Regions from separate parts of the Mus musculus genome. Here regions 1, 2 and 3 are each linked to region 4. The links are chromatin contacts, called in public Hi-C and HiChIP or PLAC-seq maps. All regions are on one chromosome and are shown on one strand. Each heading gives the region's core, a stretch centred on a gene start, on an enhancer-like site or on the middle of the called end of the contact. The rest is flanking DNA. Distances are from core to core; before and after follow the strand shown.

Region 1 (2,700 bases), core at 147-2,646, 66 kb after region 4:
CTTCGTAAGAAACCTGAGTGGTCACCCTGGTCTGACATTTCTCCTTCACGTCCTAATTTCTGGGGGGGGGGGGAGGGAGGGTCCCCCCCTCTGATCAAAACATCTGTGGTGGAAGCAAAAGGGTTTATTGGGTGTTTCTGTCTGTTTGTTCACTTGTCTGTTACTGTCATTAGTTGATACTGTTTTGTATCACAGGTTGGCCTCAAACTTGCTACCTAGCCAAAAATGACCTTGAATTCTTAATCTCTCTGTCTCCAATTCCCAAGTACTTGTGCTTCAGCCTGTCCCTCCACACCTAGCTACCAGAATATCTTTTTCTACTTGTTTCTTGAACCAAAAGGAATCCCAGGTTAACGACAGGATGCAATTTGAGTTGCGTGATTTTCCAAATGAATTCCTCTACTGAGCTTAGTGTTCCAGGAACACAGCAAGAATCTATTATGGAGAAACCCCTTTTTTATTTCCCTGTAGGTATGGGAGCACGGGGTGTGTATGCACTTGGTGTGTGCGCACATGTGCATGGAGGCCAGAAGTCAACACTGGATGTCTTCCTCAATTGCTCTGCACCTTAGTTTTTGAGTGAGTCTCTCACTGAACCTGGAGCCCCGGGATTCAGCTAAACTGGCTGGCCAGCAAGCCTAGAGACCTGCCCATGTCTAGCATTGGACAGCTGCGCCTGGGTGCTGGGGTCTCAAGTCCTCATACTCACACAGTAGGCACTTTATCAACTGAGCCATCCCCAGCCCCTCAATTCTTATTTCTTGTAAAACATATCGACCAGAGTATGCCACAAAATCAATGCTTACAACTCCTGTAGAAAAAAACGAAAACCCCATCCCACCCCCCCAAAAAAAATGATCAGAAAAAAATAAATTTTGGGAGCATGTTATTAATTGCTTAATTTATTTTTATTTCCACACTGGTGTCATAAGCTTGAGTTACAATGACACTTCTCAACTGATTTTGGGAAATGAAAAAAATATTTACCCACATAAATATCCCAGCAATATTTGCCAGGTTGTGAACGTGTACCCACAGCTCACTACATCAGCAGCCTTGTTTGTTCTTTCAATCGTGTTTAATTTCACTTTTAAAATATGGCATCTTTCTGGTTTGGGGAAAATATCGTTAAAAGCAAGAACAAGCCCTTCTCTTCAGAGGAGCCCATGAAAGGCTTCTCTGTCGTCTCCTCTCCTGGAATGGTAACAGGCTGACCCTAATTTCACTCCTCTAAATAGGGTAACGGTGGTTTGAGCAGGAAATCTAAATTCGGCCTCCAAGGTAGCCCAGTGATTTTCCAGGTCATAGCAAAGGGAAAAAGCAAAAGTTGGAAGGCTTTGTCCTTTCCCAGGTACCAAACGGCTCCGGCGCTCGCTGAGAGACGTCTGCCACCTAGTGGAACACAGAGGCCACTGATGTTACGTGCAGTGAACAAACCCTTACTGGCCTCAAGAAATAACTGTGGAGTCCACATTGGGCCCCATAAATATGTACAATGACTGATTGTTGCTTTTAAATAACAAGCTTTTAAAAAATATGTGGTTCTACAGCCAAATATAACAGGGCTTCACGGTCCAAACTTCTGTTGATGCTGGGTAGATTAATAGAATAAATAGTACACCACCAGGTGGTGGTGGCATTCAAAGCCAAGTCACAAAATATTCTTTTCTACTAATGGAAACAGCACAGTACCACCACGTTGAAGCCTCCTGGTGAAGCGCTGTCGTGTAAAGTGGAGTGTTTTTATTTGACAGCAACCTGTGTATCCTGGGTGCTTTTTTTTTTTCCCACTCTGAACAGAAACAGTGTGAGGTACGGAGTATACTTAGCCTCTGGCGTGATGATGAAAGTAACATACATGTTGCAAACTCCCACGCAAAGAGCATTTTCTAACTCTTCACATCCATGTAATAAATAATGCAGATCGTCTTTTGGAGATGACTGATACAGTCCCATGCAATTGATGACGTCAGAGCTAGAGCCCACGTGGCTGTTCCTGATTTCTTCTCATTTCATTTGTGGTATTTTTCCAGCTTGTACTAAATGATTGCTATTAATTTCTATTAAAAGAGATACAGGCACCGTATATCTTTGATAGCACAGTCCAGAAGCATCCTTCCCAATTCTAGGTTTGCTTCCTAGTTGCAACTCTAATAGATGGGTTGTGGGTGGGGGCGGACTCTTCCTCCATTGGCTCTTCTACCTGGACGCTGTCTATCGAGCTATCTGCTGTGACATCACATCGCCACACACCAGGGATGCCGGGGGATTTGGACACTCTGTGGATAGAATGGTCTGTTGCTTATGTTAAACAAATGCTAGTAAGGACCCCTTCTGAGTGCGGAGCTCCCTGCCGTGTGGCAACAGAGGTTTCATCCTGAGACACAGTGCAGCAACCTAGAGACAGTCTGAGATTTGGTATCTCTATGTTCCCATCTCTCTCATCTCCAGCCACGACGACGAGTTAGCATTCCCTCCCCTCTGTGACGTGTGAATGTGGGAACAGAAGTCATTTTCAGTGGAAGGCTCTTTTGTCTTCAGGAACACATACACTCCCAGTAGAGTAGATGTCAGGGTCCCAGAGAAGCGAGCAAAGGAAATCTCTCAACATCACAGAGGAAAGGGGGAAACCCAGTGATAGCAAAGGAGACAGATTGCCAGGTTCTAGCCCTGTGTCATCTCAATAGAGCCCATTCTAAG
Region 2 (2,700 bases), core at 17-2,516, 87 kb before region 4:
GGGTTGAGATTCATTAGCACAGAAAACAGTTGGAAGTTGGATGTATGATCATGGGTAGAACTCACTAGAAAGAGATTATAGAGTATGGGATACTGTTCACAGTCGGGAATGACAGGAAGAGAGACAGAACATTATTGGAGAATAACCTGCATATGACAGTGTGTCACCCAATCCAGGTCGGTACCCACCAAAGGATCACTTGGATGCTGGTCTCTTGTGTGTCCTTTATACCCTGGACTTGGCATGTTAATGATCGAAACTACTGCTGTGCCATTTCTATAGTCATTTCTAGATAGCAACTAAGACCCAACTCCAAGTCAGGATCTGACTTTTGGAGCCCAAAAAGTCTTTAAATGTTGTCTTTAAGGAACTCTAGATATTATCATGTGCACAAAAATGCACATACACACAGGCACAAATCAAAGTAACTCCATGGCAAACAATCTCCCTTTCTCTAAGATATTGATTTAGGCCTTGAAGAATGGTTCCATGCAGGTGCAGGCATGATGGCCCGTAATTCCTCCTCCCCAGGGAACTAGGAGCTCTCAAGCTCCTTGGCTCTGAGTGAACCCCAACTCTGCTTGGGAAGTTTATTTTCCTTGTCTGAGTCTACTGGTTCCCCTCCTAGGATTCTAAATTGGTCTGTGATAAGTGAATTTGTAGTAAGGCGACATTTGTTAACAGTCTAGATTTCTCTAATGCTGGAGGTTCTGTAGTAAATAAAACAGACAAGCATATCTGTTGGCAGGCTCCTTATGGCTTTCCTCACTGACCGGATGAAAGCACAAAGTAGTTGGAAAGTGTCAAGTATAGGAAGCACATTTCCTACCTATCAGGGCTGTCTCTGTGAGCATCAGAACTCTGTCTATGCTAAACTGCAATCAAGTTGCCCATTGGGTCAGTAACAGTCCCCAGTTCCCTAAGGTGCCTCTCTGGTAACTCCAGGAACACCAGCTGCAACTCCTTATCCCTTCCCACTGCTGCACCTCAGAGTTCTTCCTCTCCTGCTATGATGTCCCAAGGACAGGCCTGCCTGCATTGGCCCTGAGGCTGTCACCTGCTAGTGCATCTTTATCTGTCTAAGTGCTACTGAGGAAAATGAGAGTCCCCAGAATCCGTTTGAGCTCCCCCGCTGAGCTGATCTCAACTCATTCAGAGCCCATAAAGGAGAAAGTAAAAATCAAAGGCACTGACTAGGAGCAGAGCAGAAAATACCCAAGCTCCCCTACTTCCTCTAGTACGCGGGTCAGGAGGCTTCAGAAGTTGAGATAGGAGAGACATATGAGTGACAGATCAGGGTTTAGAATACCACTCCAGCTGGGTGAGCCCTCCTGCTGTCTCACCCTCTCTACTCAGGTAGTGAGAGGGGAAATGAACTATGCCACAGGCTTGGTTTAGTACTCCTTCCTTTCCTATCCTCCCCTCCCCCACACCGCTACTTCCTTCTCTCCTCCCCTCCCCCTGCCCTTTCACCTCTCCTCCCCTTTCCCTCTCATCAAGTCCCTTTTACTCATTTAGATTCTGTTTGTTTAGAAGAAAATTTTAGTACACCAAAGGATACCTCCCTAGCCACAAAGGTACTTGTGTGAGAATGAGTCACCTCTTTACTGAACAAAGGCTCTCAAGAAGGAAGTATTATCCGGAGGCAGAAGGCTTAACACAGGGAATAAATTCTGTGCTAGGTTTGAGGATTTGATCTTGTTCTTTTAGACATTCAGGAGTTTAAATGTTTATTTACGCACAGATGGCAATTGTCACTGTCTTATTTAATCTCCCCTTTTCTTGTCTCTTTCATAAAAGTGGTTGAGTTTGAAAATTCCTTTATTATTTGGACAGTTTTTACGGAGAGACATCATTGTCAACTGCAGGAAGAGGAAGAAGAAAAGTATTCAGCGGTAGATTATATCTCAGTGCACACCAGACATATGTTGGGCTCGGTAGTCAAGGAAAGTAATCCATTTTGCTTAAACATTAAAATCAATTTTGTAAGTTTCCTGGCTCCATAACACGCCGCCAGCTTTCATCAAGAGTGTGTTTTCACATTAGAATTCAAAGTGCTCACAGAATGAGATTTAAAAGGGGGTTTCATCCATAAGAAAATACTAGAACACTCCTATCCCCTACCCCATCCTCATCCTCCCATTCTCCCACCCCACCCCCATTCCACCACCTCCCAAACCCCACCCTCTATCCCCACCCCCCACCCTACCTCCCATTCCCACCCTCCATTTTCACCCCATCCCTATCCCACCTTCCATCCTCACTTCTCATCCCCCCACCCCACCTCAAATTCCACTATAACTTGGTTTATTTTTAACATTAACTAGGAACTTCAATTAAATAATAAATAGTCAAGAATGAAGACTTTTAAACCCCATGACTTCTGTACAGAAGGCAGACACCAAAACAACATATTGCTACCCTCTCCTGATCTAATTATTGCAGAGGACAATATATACTCTAATTTTCAACAGAGAGTTACAAGGAATGATCAAGACATACAGTCAATTGCTAAACAATGTATTCTCAGAATAAAAGTGAGTTTTGTACATTTTCTTGGTGAATAATAATTATACCCATCTTGATGAAATCACATTTATAATATCTAGAATCCTGAGTATCTGAAAACTAGAAGAAAAGTGCTATTCCTTAAAACCAAAAGAAATGTGTTCTTCCTTTAAAAAAAGAAATATAAATAAA
Region 3 (2,700 bases), core at 129-2,628, 100 kb before region 4:
GAGCTGTCTCTGAGGAACCCACTGCTTTCTGTGCCTTCCAGGACTGGATTTTAATCAGAACCCTCAAAGAGGTATCTCCAAGCTAAGGCCACAGAAGCCCAAGTGCCTCCAAGCTACCTGATCGCAAGACCCAATGAAAAAAAGCAGAGTCTCCAGCAAAACTTCTCACTTCCTGCCACCGGTGAGGGAGGCTGGGCTGGCTCCCCTTACGTTTTCAGACAAGCTATAAACACAACCTTCCAGTTTGCTAACAGGCCACGGGCTTAGGGGGCGGGGTGGGGAACTTCAGGAAGGCTCTCTGTGTCCCTCTTGGTTTATTTCCTCTGAGCAGATAACGGTACCAAACGCCCTCCACTTCCTAGAGTCCTCATCTATGGCACAGTTCCTCTTTCCAGAACGTGAGGACCAAATGAAAGCAAAAAATAAGTCAAAGCAAAATTAACCCCACCGCTTCATCTCATCCCTTCTCATTGTTATTTTAGAGCCGACTCCCTCTTTGTTATCACACACACACACACACACACACACACACACGGGGGGGGGGGGCAGAAAGGTGAAACGCGCCCTAGGATAACTTATTTCTTCCCGCCTCCCAGAAACCTTTAGGATTCCATACACCATCTCCCGACGCAAGGCTTTATTAGTTCTGCTTAGAAGCTAAGTCATTTCAAGGCAAGTGAGGAAAAGCCCCCAAGCTGAGAACTGAGAGGCAGGGCAAAGCGGAGCGCACCTAGATGTTTGCATTTACACAAAGAAATTATCCGGATGATTAATGGGAGCCTCTGACGGGCAGCGGGGTCGCGGGGTGGCCTCCATACCTGGGACATCTGGGGCCTCAGGTTGATCTCCTTCAGATTGATGGAGTGTGGCCGCAGGTTGTTGAGCAGCTGGCAGAGCAGGACTCCATCGCGAAGGGTCTGCGCCAGGTCGAACACCTGCGCCGAGTCCCAGGTCACCCGATGGTTGGGGGGCAGCACCTTGCTGTGGATGAGCCACTGAGCGCACTGCTTCCACGGCTCCATGTCCGACGGCTCCCGGACCCGGCCCGGCCGGGGCGGGCAGCGACTCTGAGGTGGCCGCCGCGGAGCGTCAGAGCCCCGCCGACGCCAGTCGCGCTGATGGCCCCTGGTTCGCTTTGCCTTTCTGGAGCGGGCGCCGCTGCCGGCGGCTCGGGGACGCCGCGTGGGACTCGCCTCGGGTCCCCGCCCGGATGCGCCGCGGCCCGGCCGCCGCTGCAGCAGCGAGTGCCGCGCGCTCTCGGTGCGCCCCGGCCGGCTCCGCTGAGCACTGGCTTCCGACTGGCGAGCCTGGCGCCCCGCGACTGAGCATGCCCAGCGCGCCTGGCCGGTCTGTGCGGTCCGCGAGTCCCCGGAGGCGCGGGTGCGAGCGTGCCCGCCGCCCTGGCTGGGGGTCCGGGGCTGAGGGCGGGGCGGCTGGGGGGAGGAGCGGGCCGAGTTGGGGCGGCGGCCACAAAGGGGATCCCGGCGCCCCCGCCCGCCCGTGAACCCTCGGATGAGTGGAGCTTGCACAACCCCGGGGCGTCCAGGGATTAGCCCATCGGCGCGGCTTCCTAGGAAGTGTGGCTGAACACTGAGATTCGCAGGGGTGTCCCCGGGGACACCCTGAACAATGAATGCGATTTAAATTAAGAGGGTCTCAGAGGAGCCAAGGCTTAACTGGGACACAGGGAGCCTGGAGAAATGAGATGTGCACTACGCGCAGCTGGAGAACGCAGCATGGAAAGTTTGTGATCGGCCCCTGGTCCCGCCTCCTCCAGGTCCATCCTCAGCCCCTTCCTGAAAGTCAGTTTCTTCTGAGAATGTTTTGACACCTTGAAAGTGCGTGACGTGGGGACAATTGCAGCTTCAGCCTAGGTAGAGGGAAAGAAGTAGGTTTTGCATATCTCCCAGGCTTGGAACTGTTCACTAAAGCAGTCCAGCGCCTTTTGCTGATCTTCAAAATCCTGCCTGAGAAAAAAAGAAAACTGGCCGGTGACACAGAGGCAAGAGCGCGCATGCGTCAGTGACTTGCCACCAGGTTTGAGCTCAAATCGCTTCAGTACCGAGACACTGAGAGACTGGGTCAGCATATTTGGAGAACCCTGGGGAAAATTGGAAAGTTCCCCCCCACACACACCCACACATGTCAACTCTGTCATACTGAGGCAAGGTTCTCCCTGTCTTTTTTATTCCCACTGCCCTACAAAGCCGAAAAGGGTGTATAAGCTTTTTGTAGTAATATATTATTTCACTGAACTCTGACAACTCCCTGTAAATGCCCTCTTCGCTAGTCTTTTTTTTTTTTTAATTGAAATCTAGTTTGGTGGGATTTTATATCTGTTGTTGCTGCTGCTGCTGCTGCTGCTGCTGCTGCTGCTGCTGTTTCATTAGATATTTGTAGCTCAAATTTTCGATTGTGGATCTTATTGATTTTATAAACAGGACAAAACGTAACTTTTAAAAAGTACATGATCTGTTGGGACAGAAGTTCGCTTCTTTTATGCGTGACTGTAGCAAGCGTGGCCTGCTGTGTACACAACCAGCCTTAAACAATAATAAATCAGCCTAAGGATTTCCTTTCCTCGCATGCATCCGTCCCCAGCAACTTCCTCTGTGCACACTGTGGAGTCCATCAATAGCACAATGTTTCCTAGACCATAATAGGTTTGAAAGCCTGAAACTACAGGAGGATCAATCCTTA
Region 4 (2,700 bases), core at 87-2,586:
CAGGGCCTGCTCTGCCTCCAGGAAGTCATCCACAGTCTGAGTCTGAAGGAGCTAGCACTGAAGATATCACTTCCCTGTTCTGGGATTGGGACTGAGGAAGCAGACTGTGCCCTTGTGGAACTCAAAGTTTAGATCCCAGGCCAAATGCCACCACCTCAGCTGTTGGCTCCGGTATGATACAGGATCAGCAAGACAGAGGCAATGAAGAGACACAGACAGCCACAATACAGTATTCTGAGGTATTCTGGTATTCTGTCTGTACTTCACAACTTCACCAAGTGTGTCTGCAGAAATATTATCAGAAAGGTATGGTCTTAAACTCACCATAGGTCACGAATGGAGAGAACATACAAAAGGCCACTAGAGAACTCTGAACAAGTTTTGTGTTTTCTGTAACTAAGTCATCGCATCAGTAGACGAGCTGGCTACTTGTCAATGCTCCCTCTTCTTTCCCGTAGGTCCACAGCTACTTTATACTTCAGCCTCCTTCTCTATAATAGCACCATGTGACTGAGTTTTGGCCAATGGAATAAGGGCAAATATAACATAGTCCAGCCTATGTCTGGTCCATTCAAACCTTCATGATCTTCTCCACTCTCTGTGTTGTTCCTATTGAAAAAGCTGAATAGAAAAAAAAAATCTCCTTTGATGGGCTTTGTAGGGGCAAGAATTAACCTTCTCCTTAGTTAAATAATAGTATATATCTATAATATTATACTATAATATAAATAAATAGTATTAAATAACTGGGATTTGGTGGTATATCTGATTATAGCCACTAGCATTATTTGCTTCAATAATACAAGCATACACCTTTCAATCTAATGGTTACTATTTTAATGGTTCTCAAGCACACTGAAGTTTACAGGCCAAGCAATTGTGACAGAGTGTAGTGAATGTAGGGTGATTCTCAGAAAGATGACACTTAAGATCCAGGGCTGAAAGGATGTGTCTCATTAACACACAACCAAGTTCAAGATGGGAGACAGAGAAATGGCAAGATTCCAGAATACACTGGTAAGGCTCTATCTGTGGTTGCATAGTGCCAAGAACCTGCACAAAGTAAACATGTTGAGTTGGATTAAAGGTGCTAAGAATGCAAAGAAAGTGGCAGCATCATGTGTGTCCAACATGGAGCACAGAACTGGATGACAGCCACTATCTTCCTGATGGACACTCAAAAACGCACGGTAGAGTTGGATCACTCCATTAACATCAGCAGCCATTACACACTTCCTTCTGCCAAAGACAAAGTGCCCGGCCCATTCTTCCCCATCCTGCTGGTGACTTCATCTTTCAGAGGTACAGGAAACCACCTGTTATATGTCCTGGGTCTGATTCTGCAAAGCAAGAATGTGGTTGGTGATCGGATGTCACAGGAAGTGACTGTGTCCCTTGGAGACTGCTGCAGAAGAAAGAAACCTGTAAAGTGTTGGTCACACAAGTGTGGACTTAGTTATTTCAGAGAAAAGTTAAATATGGCTGGATATTCTGAAGATCACTGAAGGTTTCAGCGGTTTTTAAAGTATGAAATTCTGGGTATCCTATTTATGACAAGATATGTGGAAAAACATTTGAAGACATCAGTGATTCTTCACAAAAGCCCTACATTACTTAGACTTAAAAGCTCCTGGTGAAGAAGGAAAGGAGGGGAGGAAGGAGGAAAGGAGGGAGAGAAGGAAGGAGGGGAGGAGAGAGGGGATGAGGGAGGGAGATGCACAAAATCAAGAATCAATACCAAAAGTAAAGGCTTGGGAGAGTACAAAGGGCCCATGTTTTTCTGAATTCTGTAAAAATTATATCAGAAAATCAAAATTTTCAAAGTTACTCCACAGATTCTAAGGGCAACTAATGCTCAACTCAGTGGTGTTTCTGTTATCTTGATTACTTCTCAGAAGGTGGATGCATTGTTATATGGGACAAGTTAGTGTCATCTCAGCAGGTGACAAAAACAGATACTCTGCTTCTGCTTCCAGAGTTTCCATCATAAAAATGAAACATGGAGCTTGGGATGAGGGAGTTCACATGATTATAAGGAAGAAAGAGCCAGAGGAGAGGTTTTTGGGTTTCCTGGTGTGTGTTTGTTTTGTTGGTTGGGTTGGGTTGGAGGTGTTTTGTTGTTCTGGCTTTTGTTTTCTGAACTAGAGACAGAGCATGGAACCCAGGGCCTCGTACTTTACCACTGAGTCAAATTAATGTTTGGGCTCAAAACTAGTTCAAGAAAGTGGACCAGCACATACTTGGCAATATCTTCCCTAGATCCCACTAAAATACAATAATAAGTGTCTAGAAATATAGTCCAAGTAAATACTTGGGTCCTACATTATAGCTTCAAAATAGTGCTTGCTCATTGAAAACCTTCTGGTTGGGAGTGCATTCCCCTGGGCCCATGATAGACTCTTTCCCATCACCATCTGTGTTCTCTGCCTTCAGGAAATCAATTCCCTCCTCCATTCTCCCCTCCTCTGACTCCTTCTCCTCTTGTCTTTGCCACCTCTTTCCCCCTTTCTTCCTTGTTTATATGTTTTTCAGTTCCCTTTCATTCTACTCTGTCTCTGATTTCCTATACCACTCTAAATAATAATAAATAAACAAGATGATGATGATGATGGTGATACAAGAACAAAGGAAATCCTCCCAAAGCTGAGGCATGGTCATTCTTCCTTAAGAACCAAACTTAAGAGTAGCAGGTAGCAGAAG

The links. A called contact is a pair of places that touch in the nucleus more often than the background predicts. HiChIP or PLAC-seq counts read pairs in DNA pulled down with a chosen protein or histone mark.
Region 1: a contact with region 4 is called in a Hi-C map of the MNK3 cell line, with 2.4 times the contacts expected there. The contact joins two enhancer-like sites. A contact is called at or near these places in 5 of 484 Hi-C or Micro-C datasets (the MNK3 cell line, bone marrow-derived macrophages and cortical neurons) and 1 of 9 other capture datasets (bone marrow-derived macrophages).
Region 2: a contact with region 4 is called in a BATF HiChIP or PLAC-seq map of CD8 T cells, with 7 read pairs. The contact joins two enhancer-like sites. A contact is called at or near these places in 2 of 15 datasets of contacts at CTCF or cohesin (CD8 T cells and the NIH/3T3 cell line), 2 of 484 Hi-C or Micro-C datasets (conventional dendritic cells and neural stem cells) and 2 of 115 datasets of contacts at active chromatin or transcription factors (CD8 T cells and bone marrow-derived macrophages).
Region 3: an H3K4me3 HiChIP or PLAC-seq map of bone marrow-derived macrophages shows a contact between it and region 4, with 4 times the contacts expected there. The contact joins the promoter of Vav3 here to the enhancer-like site in region 4. A contact is called at or near these places in 9 of 39 promoter capture datasets (the 3T3-L1 cell line, 3T3-L1-derived adipocytes, the HPC-7 cell line and 5 more), 1 of 15 datasets of contacts at CTCF or cohesin (CD8 T cells), 2 of 484 Hi-C or Micro-C datasets (cerebral cortex and neural stem cells), 8 of 115 datasets of contacts at active chromatin or transcription factors (CD8 T cells, acute myeloid leukemia, bone marrow-derived macrophages and 4 more) and 3 of 9 other capture datasets (adipose tissue, bone marrow-derived macrophages and pancreatic islet).

What each region holds. Positions count from the first base shown.
Region 1 is chr3:109,170,222-109,172,921 of GRCm38.p6, reverse strand. No RefSeq gene overlaps it. Among named protein-coding and RNA genes, the nearest start is that of Slc25a24, 48 kb to the right of the region's middle. Within about 2 kb of position 1,396, at least 25 of the 459 cell types and tissues checked have an H3K27ac peak or open chromatin away from gene starts, as enhancers often do. A contact at or near this core is called in the MNK3 cell line and bone marrow-derived macrophages, where this site is marked.
Region 2 is chr3:109,322,532-109,325,231 of GRCm38.p6, reverse strand. No RefSeq gene overlaps it. Among named protein-coding and RNA genes, the nearest start is that of Vav3, 17 kb to the left of the region's middle. Within about 2 kb of position 1,266, at least 68 of the 459 cell types and tissues checked have an H3K27ac peak or open chromatin away from gene starts, as enhancers often do. A contact at or near this core is called in CD8 T cells and bone marrow-derived macrophages, where this site is marked.
Region 3 is chr3:109,339,361-109,342,060 of GRCm38.p6, reverse strand. Vav3 (vav 3 oncogene) reads right to left here and starts at 1,378. Exons shown (of 27, transcript NM_020505.2): 1 at 819-1,378. The coding sequence starts at 1,022.
Region 4 is chr3:109,235,742-109,238,441 of GRCm38.p6, reverse strand. No RefSeq gene overlaps it. Among named protein-coding and RNA genes, the nearest start is that of Vav3, 100 kb to the left of the region's middle. Within about 2 kb of position 1,336, at least 15 of the 459 cell types and tissues checked have an H3K27ac peak or open chromatin away from gene starts, as enhancers often do. A contact at or near this core is called in CD8 T cells, the MNK3 cell line and bone marrow-derived macrophages, where this site is marked.